2 separate regions of the Mus musculus genome follow, and region 2 is linked to region 1. A link is a contact called in public Hi-C data. All regions are on one chromosome and are shown on one strand. The core of a region is the stretch at or near the end of the contact, and the rest is flanking DNA. Distances in the headings are between cores, read along the strand shown. Region 1 overlaps Ttc7b (tetratricopeptide repeat domain 7B). Region 2 overlaps Ttc7b (tetratricopeptide repeat domain 7B).

Evidence for each region. A called contact is a pair of places that touch in the nucleus more often than the background predicts.
Region 2: a contact with region 1 is called in a Hi-C map of muscle stem cells, with 1.8 times the contacts expected there. The contact joins two enhancer-like sites. A contact is called at or near these places in 1 of 15 datasets of contacts at CTCF or cohesin (the NIH/3T3 cell line), 3 of 484 Hi-C or Micro-C datasets (the 4T1 cell line, muscle stem cells and nephron progenitors) and 3 of 9 other capture datasets (adipose tissue, liver and pancreatic islet).

Annotation. Positions count from the first base shown.
Region 1 is chr12:100,325,605-100,329,754 of GRCm38.p6, forward strand. Ttc7b (tetratricopeptide repeat domain 7B) reads right to left here. Exons shown (of 20, transcript NM_001033213.1): 19 at 1-142. Among named protein-coding and RNA genes, the nearest start is that of Gm51958, 22 kb to the right of the region's middle. Within about 2 kb of position 1,382, at least 72 of the 459 cell types and tissues checked have an H3K27ac peak or open chromatin away from gene starts, as enhancers often do. A contact at or near this core is called in muscle stem cells, where this site is marked.
Region 2 is chr12:100,391,908-100,396,042 of GRCm38.p6, forward strand. The region is part of intron 9 of Ttc7b (tetratricopeptide repeat domain 7B); the gene reads right to left. Among named protein-coding and RNA genes, the nearest start is that of Gm51958, 45 kb to the left of the region's middle. Within about 2 kb of position 1,879, at least 23 of the 459 cell types and tissues checked have an H3K27ac peak or open chromatin away from gene starts, as enhancers often do. A contact at or near this core is called in muscle stem cells, where this site is marked.

The DNA of each region.
Region 1 (4,150 bases), core at 132-2,631:
CGGGCCTCATCGAAGTGTCCTCGAAGCTCAGCAACCTGGCCCCGCATGTAGAGGACATTATGGGACATTGGGAAGAGGTTGGCAGCTTCTTGGGTACAGGCTGTAGCTTCCGCAGGCTTTCCAATGCCAATGTAGACCTCAGCTGTGGGAGCAGAGCAGAAAACAGATGCTGTCCTGGATCACTGCCCTCAGAGACCCTGTGAGCGGTTGGTACTCAGCTTTGGGACTTTCATATTCCCCTATGGGAGTTTGGCACAGCTCAGAGCCAGCTGTCCCCTACTACCCTGGACATGGCCATAGGCCAACAGTCTTTTGTGACCACTTGTGCACAGGTCATTTGTGCTTTGGTCCTTGAAGGGCAGGCATATGTCACTACCAAACTGAAAGCAATGAGGGCTGCCTGGGCTTTGCCCCAATCTCTGAGGACAGTCAGTCGTCCCAGGGTCTACTTAAAGCCCTTCAGCATGAGGACAGACACTACCCTTAGCTCTGCTCATCACAGAGAAAGGGTTGAAATGAGCTGAGGGACAAGTGGACCAGAGGCACACAGCCAAGCACTGAAAAGGGCTCTGCCCTCTGGAGCTTGCTCTTCAGAGGCTAAAGGATGCCAAAGGGGCTTTCTGGGGGCTTAGTACATCCAGAAGGGGTATTCATTATGAAACTCCAAGGAGCAGTCTGCTAGAGACATTCTGAGAACTGAACTTGGTTTAGCTGCTGGCAGATCTATCTTTCAAGTCACCTGTATGTGGCAGGAGGATTGGGTGAGAGAGCACAGCACTGGCTAGTCTCTGTCACTTGGGACAAGCCAACAGGCACACAGACCCCTCTCACCCTTTTCTTTTACCCCAGACCTGGAGAGACACCATACAGGGCAGGATGTCCTAGCAGGATGCACACAGGGGGTTTGGGGTACAGAAGTGCCTGCTGTGTTCCCTGGAACATTCTCTTTCATACAAAATTTAAGAAGAGGCAAGCACTGGAGTGGTTTCCTGTCACCCTTCCAAGCCTTCAGGGCCCAGGAAGGCCCCCATCCTCCCCAGCCTCCATTTCTCCAGTTGCTTTGCTCTGTCTGTGAGGGTTGGCAGTGAGAAGAGGTGGGGAGTCTGTTGTAGTATTGGCTTTCTCTGAACATTTCTGGGACAGACCCAATGATGGGCCTTACAGTCCCCAAGCTGAGCACACCTATGCCTGCTCTCATTGATGGCTTAGCCAAATGTCTTTGCCAGGGCCTTAGCCACACAGCTTCTCCTTGTCTCTGGGTCTGTGCCTGGTTGTGCCAGACTGTCAAGAGTCATTCCTTCCCAGTGGCTCAGTGGGAGAGTGAGACACCTCAGTCCTTCTAGGCCATGACCCAGTGGTTCTGACTCAGGAATTTTCTTGGGTGGAGTCTTAGAGTCCTTGACTCATTAATGGGAGGAGCCAAAAGCCTGCCAGGCAGAGCACTGCCACCACACTGACAAGCTGTGTTCTTGGCGCTCTATGCTGGGCTGAGCCCTGCCCCCCCCCCCCCCCCCCCCGGTCTACTTACACACAATTCTTGTGTTTGGGTGCTGACTGGTTTTTAATGGGTTATCTGAATTGTCATTAGCATCTTTGCCAGCCATTTTTCACACCCAGCCTTCTTATCCTATCCACCTCCTCAGATCCCCTGTGCCGACTGATCCACAGGGACTTTTCTTGCAGGGAAGGTGCACTCTCTTGCCTGCAGTTCCTGTCACTCACTCTGCCTGCATCCTGGGTGGATGGTTTTAGTCTACCCCTCCTTAGTGGACTGATCTTGTCTGGGCCCCCAGCAACTCCTTCCCTGCAGATGCATTGGATAACTTGTCTTTATGCCACACAGCCTTCAGCAGAAGAGTTTTTTCCTGGGCGGGCCTGGGGCGATGTTCAGTAGGTAACCTTGCTGAATAAGCTGAGGAACCGAGTTCAGATCCTCTGACCTATCTAAAAAGCCAGGTGTCCATAACCCCAGCTCTGTGACGTGATAGAGACAAGAAGACCATTGGGGCTTGCTAGCTTGCCAGCATAACCCAAAATGGCAGATTCCAGGTTCAATAAGACTCCGTCTCAAGAAAACAGAACTGACAGCCACAGAAAAGCCACCTAGAACCCTCTGGTTTCCAAACACCAATGCACACATGCATGTAGCACACATAGACATATCCCTCTCTCATACAGACATATACTCCGATTTCCCTAGTGATTAGTGTTTGTTGCATACTGAGCAGCTCACTATGTGATCTAGTGTGAATGTTCCAATTTCCTTATTTTGCTCAGTGGGATGAGAACTAACTTGCCTGTGTCCTACCTGCAAGAGTTAGGAGTCAGAATTATGTGTGTGGTGGCAAATCAGAGCTGTACATACTCTACCATGGAGCTACATGTGTGTGCTGGCAATCAGAGCTGTACATACTCTACCATGGAGCTACATGTGTATACTGGCAATCAGAGCTATATATACTCTACCATGGAGCTACATGTGTGTGTGGTAGCAATCAGAGCTGTACATACTCTATCATGGAGCTACAAGTGTGTGCTGGCAATCAGAGCTGTACATACTCTGTCATGGAGCTGCTCCCCCAGTCCTTATCTTACGTTTGATTTGGGGGCTTACTAACTCCTCAGACTGGTTCTGACCCGACTTTGCAGTCCAGACAGGCATGGATTTGCTTTTATTTCAACAGTGAGATAAACAGCAAACACACACTCTCAACTCTCCTCTGAGGTCCCCACCTTTTGCTGCCTTCTGTCATCCCACACTTACTTGGAGAGAGCTTTTAAAGTCCCATTCAGACCTTTCCCACTTGAATAGCTTCTTGGGGACTCTAGGATTTAGAGTTCAAAGATTCTAACATGGCTGCCTGAAACAGCCTAACGTGGATGACCTGACCCTGGCCACAGGACTTGCTGCCTCCCCTTGGGTCCTAGAACTGCACTGTCTTTCCCCTCTCAGAGCTTCTGCTGCCTGCAGGACTCTTTCAAGTTGTGCTGTGCTGGGTGGTACTGCACCTCTTCCATTGTTCCTCTCCGGTGCTGACCAAACTTCGATTGCTTCCTGCTTCTTGCTTTGGCAAGACTTTTTGTTCCCAAGGGTTACAGGAGCTGCACTGTTTGTTCCTAGTACTTGGCACATGGACGTCCCAGGCTTCTGCATCTGCAGACCCTAGGAAGGCAGGGACTGAGTATCTGTCTCCGTGACCACTGTGCTGCGGAGCCTGGCACACAACCAGACACTCGACAACATTACAGAGAACGACGGAAGGCAGAGCTGTGGGCTGCACGGCTGGTTCTGAATTTAGGCCTCCTGGTGGCACATGAGTCTTGCAGCCTGAGATGAGTGACCTGGCAGCTCTACCTCAGTTAGGACGGGGACTAAGCAAGTCACCGAGCTATTGGCACAGTGTCTGAACCACACCTTGTGCTTGGAAAGTGCCAGCTATACCAAAGGTAAAGAGCATTCACTCAGACCCCACAGATGAAGAGGCTGGTGATGAAGGGCAGGGCTGATCCCCAGAACTCTGTGTCTAGTACACCCCTGTGTATTGGCCCATATGCCACGTGTCTAGCAACTGTCTTTATTTCCTCATGGTGGCCAACCACAGTTGCCTCTAGATTCCGCTGATGAACCTCATGGTGGCTGAGAGAAGCTGAGGAGGGGAAGGGGTCAAGGCTAAGGAAATTGTGACAGTATCACAGCTTCAAATTCCCAGCAGAAATCAGAAAATCTGATCTTGCACATCTAAGAATAGCTGCTGGTTTCGGCTGTGCGAGGTGCCAAAGTGAAAGCTATAATTATTAGTAAGTAGCAAGCAGGAATTAACCACCTACCGCAAAGGCACTTTTAGCTGCCTTCCCAATGTGGGTACCCAGAAGCTGCCTGGCTTGGAAGGGGTCTGGTTGGGTGCTGAATTCCGGGAGCTGTCTGACTTTCCAATGAACACAGGGAGGCCAGCTGTGTCTGGGAGAGAAGGGCTCACTCAGATGCAGTGGGTCTGTGCTGAGGTGTACCACCATGCTCTCCTGGTTTCTGTCCTGGAAGACTGTGCCACGTTCAGTTTTTCAGAGGGGTTCCCCTGCTACAAGGCAGGGGTGCCCTTCTCCTGCCCTTCTCTATGGGAGGCCAAGCACAAATGCTGCCACAAGATTCCTG
Region 2 (4,135 bases), core at 629-3,128, 67 kb after region 1:
CAGCATGGCGGGAGAGAAAACACGAGCTCTGAGGACAGATGGCCCAGGCTAATCAACACCCTTCACCCTCCAACCACAGAGCTATCAGTGGGGCAGAAGCCGGCCGTGGACAGTGCACCCACAGTGTCTGGCAGAGCAAGCACTGCAATGGTGACAGCTGCTGCGGCTGCTCTTGTGACACGACGTCGCAGCAGATCTGTGGGTTCTGATTGGAAGTAGGAGAGAGTTCCTGGGCCTGGGAGACTGCCAGGAGCCTGAGTGGAACTCTGTCCCCTGCTTACTTGTGGTGTCAGAAGAAGGAGGATGAGCCTGGGGTTGGAGGTGAGAGGGATGTGGCTCAGAGAGCTAGAGCATTGTGGACACCTCTGAATCATCTCCGTCACTAGAAGTGAAGATGAACTTAGCAGCAGGATGCCAACTTTCCAGGAAGTACAGGCATTCTGACACCCTCTAAAGCCCAGGCGACACTTGCCAGATGCTGTGGATATGTAGCAGTGCATCCCTTGGAGGCTAAAGGCTTCATCATATGGGGAACAGTCAGTATGTCATTTGCAAACTTACTTCCTGCTGGAATAAGGGCTTCACCTTTCTCTTACTTTGGCTTTTCATGGGAAGCCATAGTTGAAGGGTTCCGGGAACAGGCTGCTCCTCTGGCATGAGAAAGGGATTTAGCAATTACCTTCCTTGTACGTAAAGCTCGATCACACCAACTGTGTGTGTGGCAGTGACAGCTGCACAATACCGCAGGCAGGGAGAAGCCAGGGCCTATTCTGGGAACTCAAGAACAAGACTCAGCATCCAAAACCCATGGGGAGAAAGGGCAGAAATAAATAATCAGGTACCTTGTACACTTGGCTTGATGCCCAAAGCTGAAGCCACCCTGCTAGGAGAACGGTACCAGCCTGGACTCCTTCCTTTAGTTTTCACTGCAGAGACCTCAGGGCCCTTCCTAGGAAAACTGCCTTTCTTGAATTATTTATTGAGTATATTATTAAATGTGATTAATATAATTTTTAATAGTTGTGTACTAACACATTAAAAATTAACAAGGTAGATGAGTAACATGTTGATTCTTTTAGCAATGAAAATTTACTAACCTATTTAGCCATTTGGGACCATTGTTTTGTATACACAGAAGACCCTAATCATAGGGTGTGTGGTGACCAAGGCAACCTGACTCTGTTCTTACTTTACAAATATGAGGATGAAGATTCAGAAAGCCAACAAGATCTGCCTAGGGTCACACAGTGTCAGGCTGAAATCAGAATCTAGGTCTCATGATGCTATTATTTCTAATTTAATTAAAACTGAAAGTACAGATTAAATTGGAGCTTGAGCAATCTGCTTCAGAGAAGAGTGGGTCCAGGAAAAAGCGTCCAACAGTCATGCTCTCAGGGCTCAGACAACAAACAAGCCTCCCTCCCCATCTGTGGGAAAACACAATGTCAAAGCTTGCTCAAGCTTCCGCCTCTTTATTTTAGAAATAAAATACAGTATCCTCTGTATCCTTGCCCCACCCCTCCCCATTCCTCTTTTTGCTTTCAAACAGCAAGGCTACTTCCAGGCAGAGGATCGCCAAGTTTTATTGCTTTGGAAAAAGCTTAACTTAAAAGACATTATTTCTTCTGGCCACAGTGAGAATAAAAAATGAGGTTTTTTTTTCTTTATTTTTTTTGGGTGTGTGTGTGTGTAAGGTGGGGTAAAGGGTGTTTTCTGGAGACAGGGTTTCTCTGTATAGCCCTGGCTTTCCTGGAACTAGCTCTGTAGATCAGGCTGGTCTCAAACTCAGAGATCTGCTTATCTCTGGTTCCTGTGCACTGGGACTCATGGACCCCCACGTCTGGCTGAAAGTGGGTTATTTTCAATGGTCCCACGTGTCATTTTCTGGCAGTCAACCTTCTTAACTCTATGAGTCAGCTTGACTAAGTGTGAAGAGTATAGGAGCCCTGGTTGCAACTCGAATCCAATACTCTCTGCTGTGTTGCCAATGCAGTTGTTCTTTGTTGGCCTTACAGAAAGCACTAAACTCGGTTCCTTTCCTCTACCTCCTCCCTCTCAGCTGCTTTCCCTCTTTGGATTTTTGTATTAGCTCTCTGACCTGGCTTGAGACACCAGGTTCTAACCCTTAGACTGTAGTTGGGGCTTCACCTTGCGTATGGATGCAAGGGCTGCAGAGGGAAGTGAGGAGCCAGAGGTGGCACTCTGGTGGCACGAGGACAGTGGCTGTATACTGTATACAAAGTAAATGTGCAGCAAATGCTTAGGTGAGGAACAAGTATAGAGAGTCGGGGGCCGCTCTATCCACTCTCTCTAGGAGAGCTACAGAAAGAAAAGAAAGGGCCATAAGGACTGCAGCACACTCTAAAGACTCTAGAGATTGCAGTGTCCGACAGCACTGAAGCCAAGGGGATTAAACCGCAGCTTGAGGACCCAGGCTAACTTGATGCTTATTTGCGTATAGACCTGTGGAATAAAATAAAGACCACAGACTCAGCCAGTCTGGCTTTTGCAAGAGTGGTGAGTCTATTCAACAAGGAACAGAATAATCTCTTCAACAAAAAGTGTTGGCTTATGTAATTTCCACACATAGCCTTTGTGATGTCTGTCAACTAACTGTCAACTTGATACGACCCAAATTCACCTGAAAGAAGGGCCTCTGAGACTATCAGTGAGGGGTTGACTTGACTGTGTTAACTGAGGTGGGAAGACCCAGAAGGTCCTCTGAGACTGTCTGTGAGGGGTTGCCTTGACTGTTAACTGAGGCGGGAAGACCCACCCAGGCGGCATCATTCCCTAAGCTCTCAGGTCATGGGCTGTATTAGAGAAAAGAGCTGAGTAGGAGCATTGCACACATCACTGCACTGCACTCTGATATTCCCTGTGGGTATGATGTGACCAGTTCTCTCAGGCTCCTGCTGTTGTGGCTTCCCTGGTTGATGGACTGGAACCTGTAATTATATTATAAGTCATGCAAATCTTTTCTCCCTTGAATTGCTTTTGCTGGGATATTTTATCACAAAAACAGAAAATCCAACCAACCAACCTAAAACAAGAATTACTATTGAAAGTACTTTGTTGTGAAAAACTTGACCATGCATATGGGCTTTAGACTTCTGAATAGTTTTGTGGCTAGAGAGCAGCAGCTTTTGATACACTAGGGTACAAAGCAATTACATGCTGGAAGCAAAGCTTATTGGACCATTCTGTTAAAAGCATGGAAAGAGGAAAATGTTGAGAGAAATTCAGACAATGGAGGCCTAGATCATGAGAATTCAGAGGATAACATGCACTTACTGGGAACCAGACTGGGAGCCGTTAGTAGAGTACTTTGGCTAAGTATCTAACTTCAAGCTGACCATGTCCTGAGAACCTGAGGTTGAGCTTAATGCTAATGGACTGATTTGTTGGGCAGAGAAACATTCAAGGCAGTATGGTATTCAGACTGGTGATATAACTGCTAAAGAGCTCAGTACCATCACAGAGAAAGTTCCTTCACTGCACTGGGATACTAGGAAAAGTATTCTGAGGGCAAAACCTTATCCATCAGAGACATCTTGAACCTACAGCAGAAGTGGGAAATGGTGATCACATGACACTGGTTTTGAAGGTGCAAAAGATGCAAGATTGAGGGGGTCATGAAGGAGCTGTTGTGTGGTGGGGCTGTCACCCCCGTGTAAAGGCCCTAAGAGGCCTCTGTGTGAACTTGTGGAGGCGAATCCTAAACTGCACTGGAGACCTGAGAATACTGGAGATGCCAGGGCCATAGGACATCTGCCATGGAAAGCTACAGGTGTGGACTGAAGCTTGGCTAAGCTCATGCAAGAAGCTGTGTGTGCTGCTATTGGCAGAGCTGGAAGAGAGGGGCTAATCTAGCCTCTGGGAACCAGTTGAATATATTATAAACTCCAGATGCCAGTCACGAGGCAACATTAATCTGTTTTGGTTTTTCAACTTTTCCAGTGTGCATGCATGTGCGCGCGCATGTGTATGTGTGTGAGTGTGTGTGTGTGTATGTGGTTAGTATATGTATAGGTGAATGTATGTGGGTGTGCACACATATGGAGGCCTGAGGTTGGGAATCATCAATGCAAGGACTCACCAATATAGCTAGTCTTGCTAGCCAGCTTACTCTGGG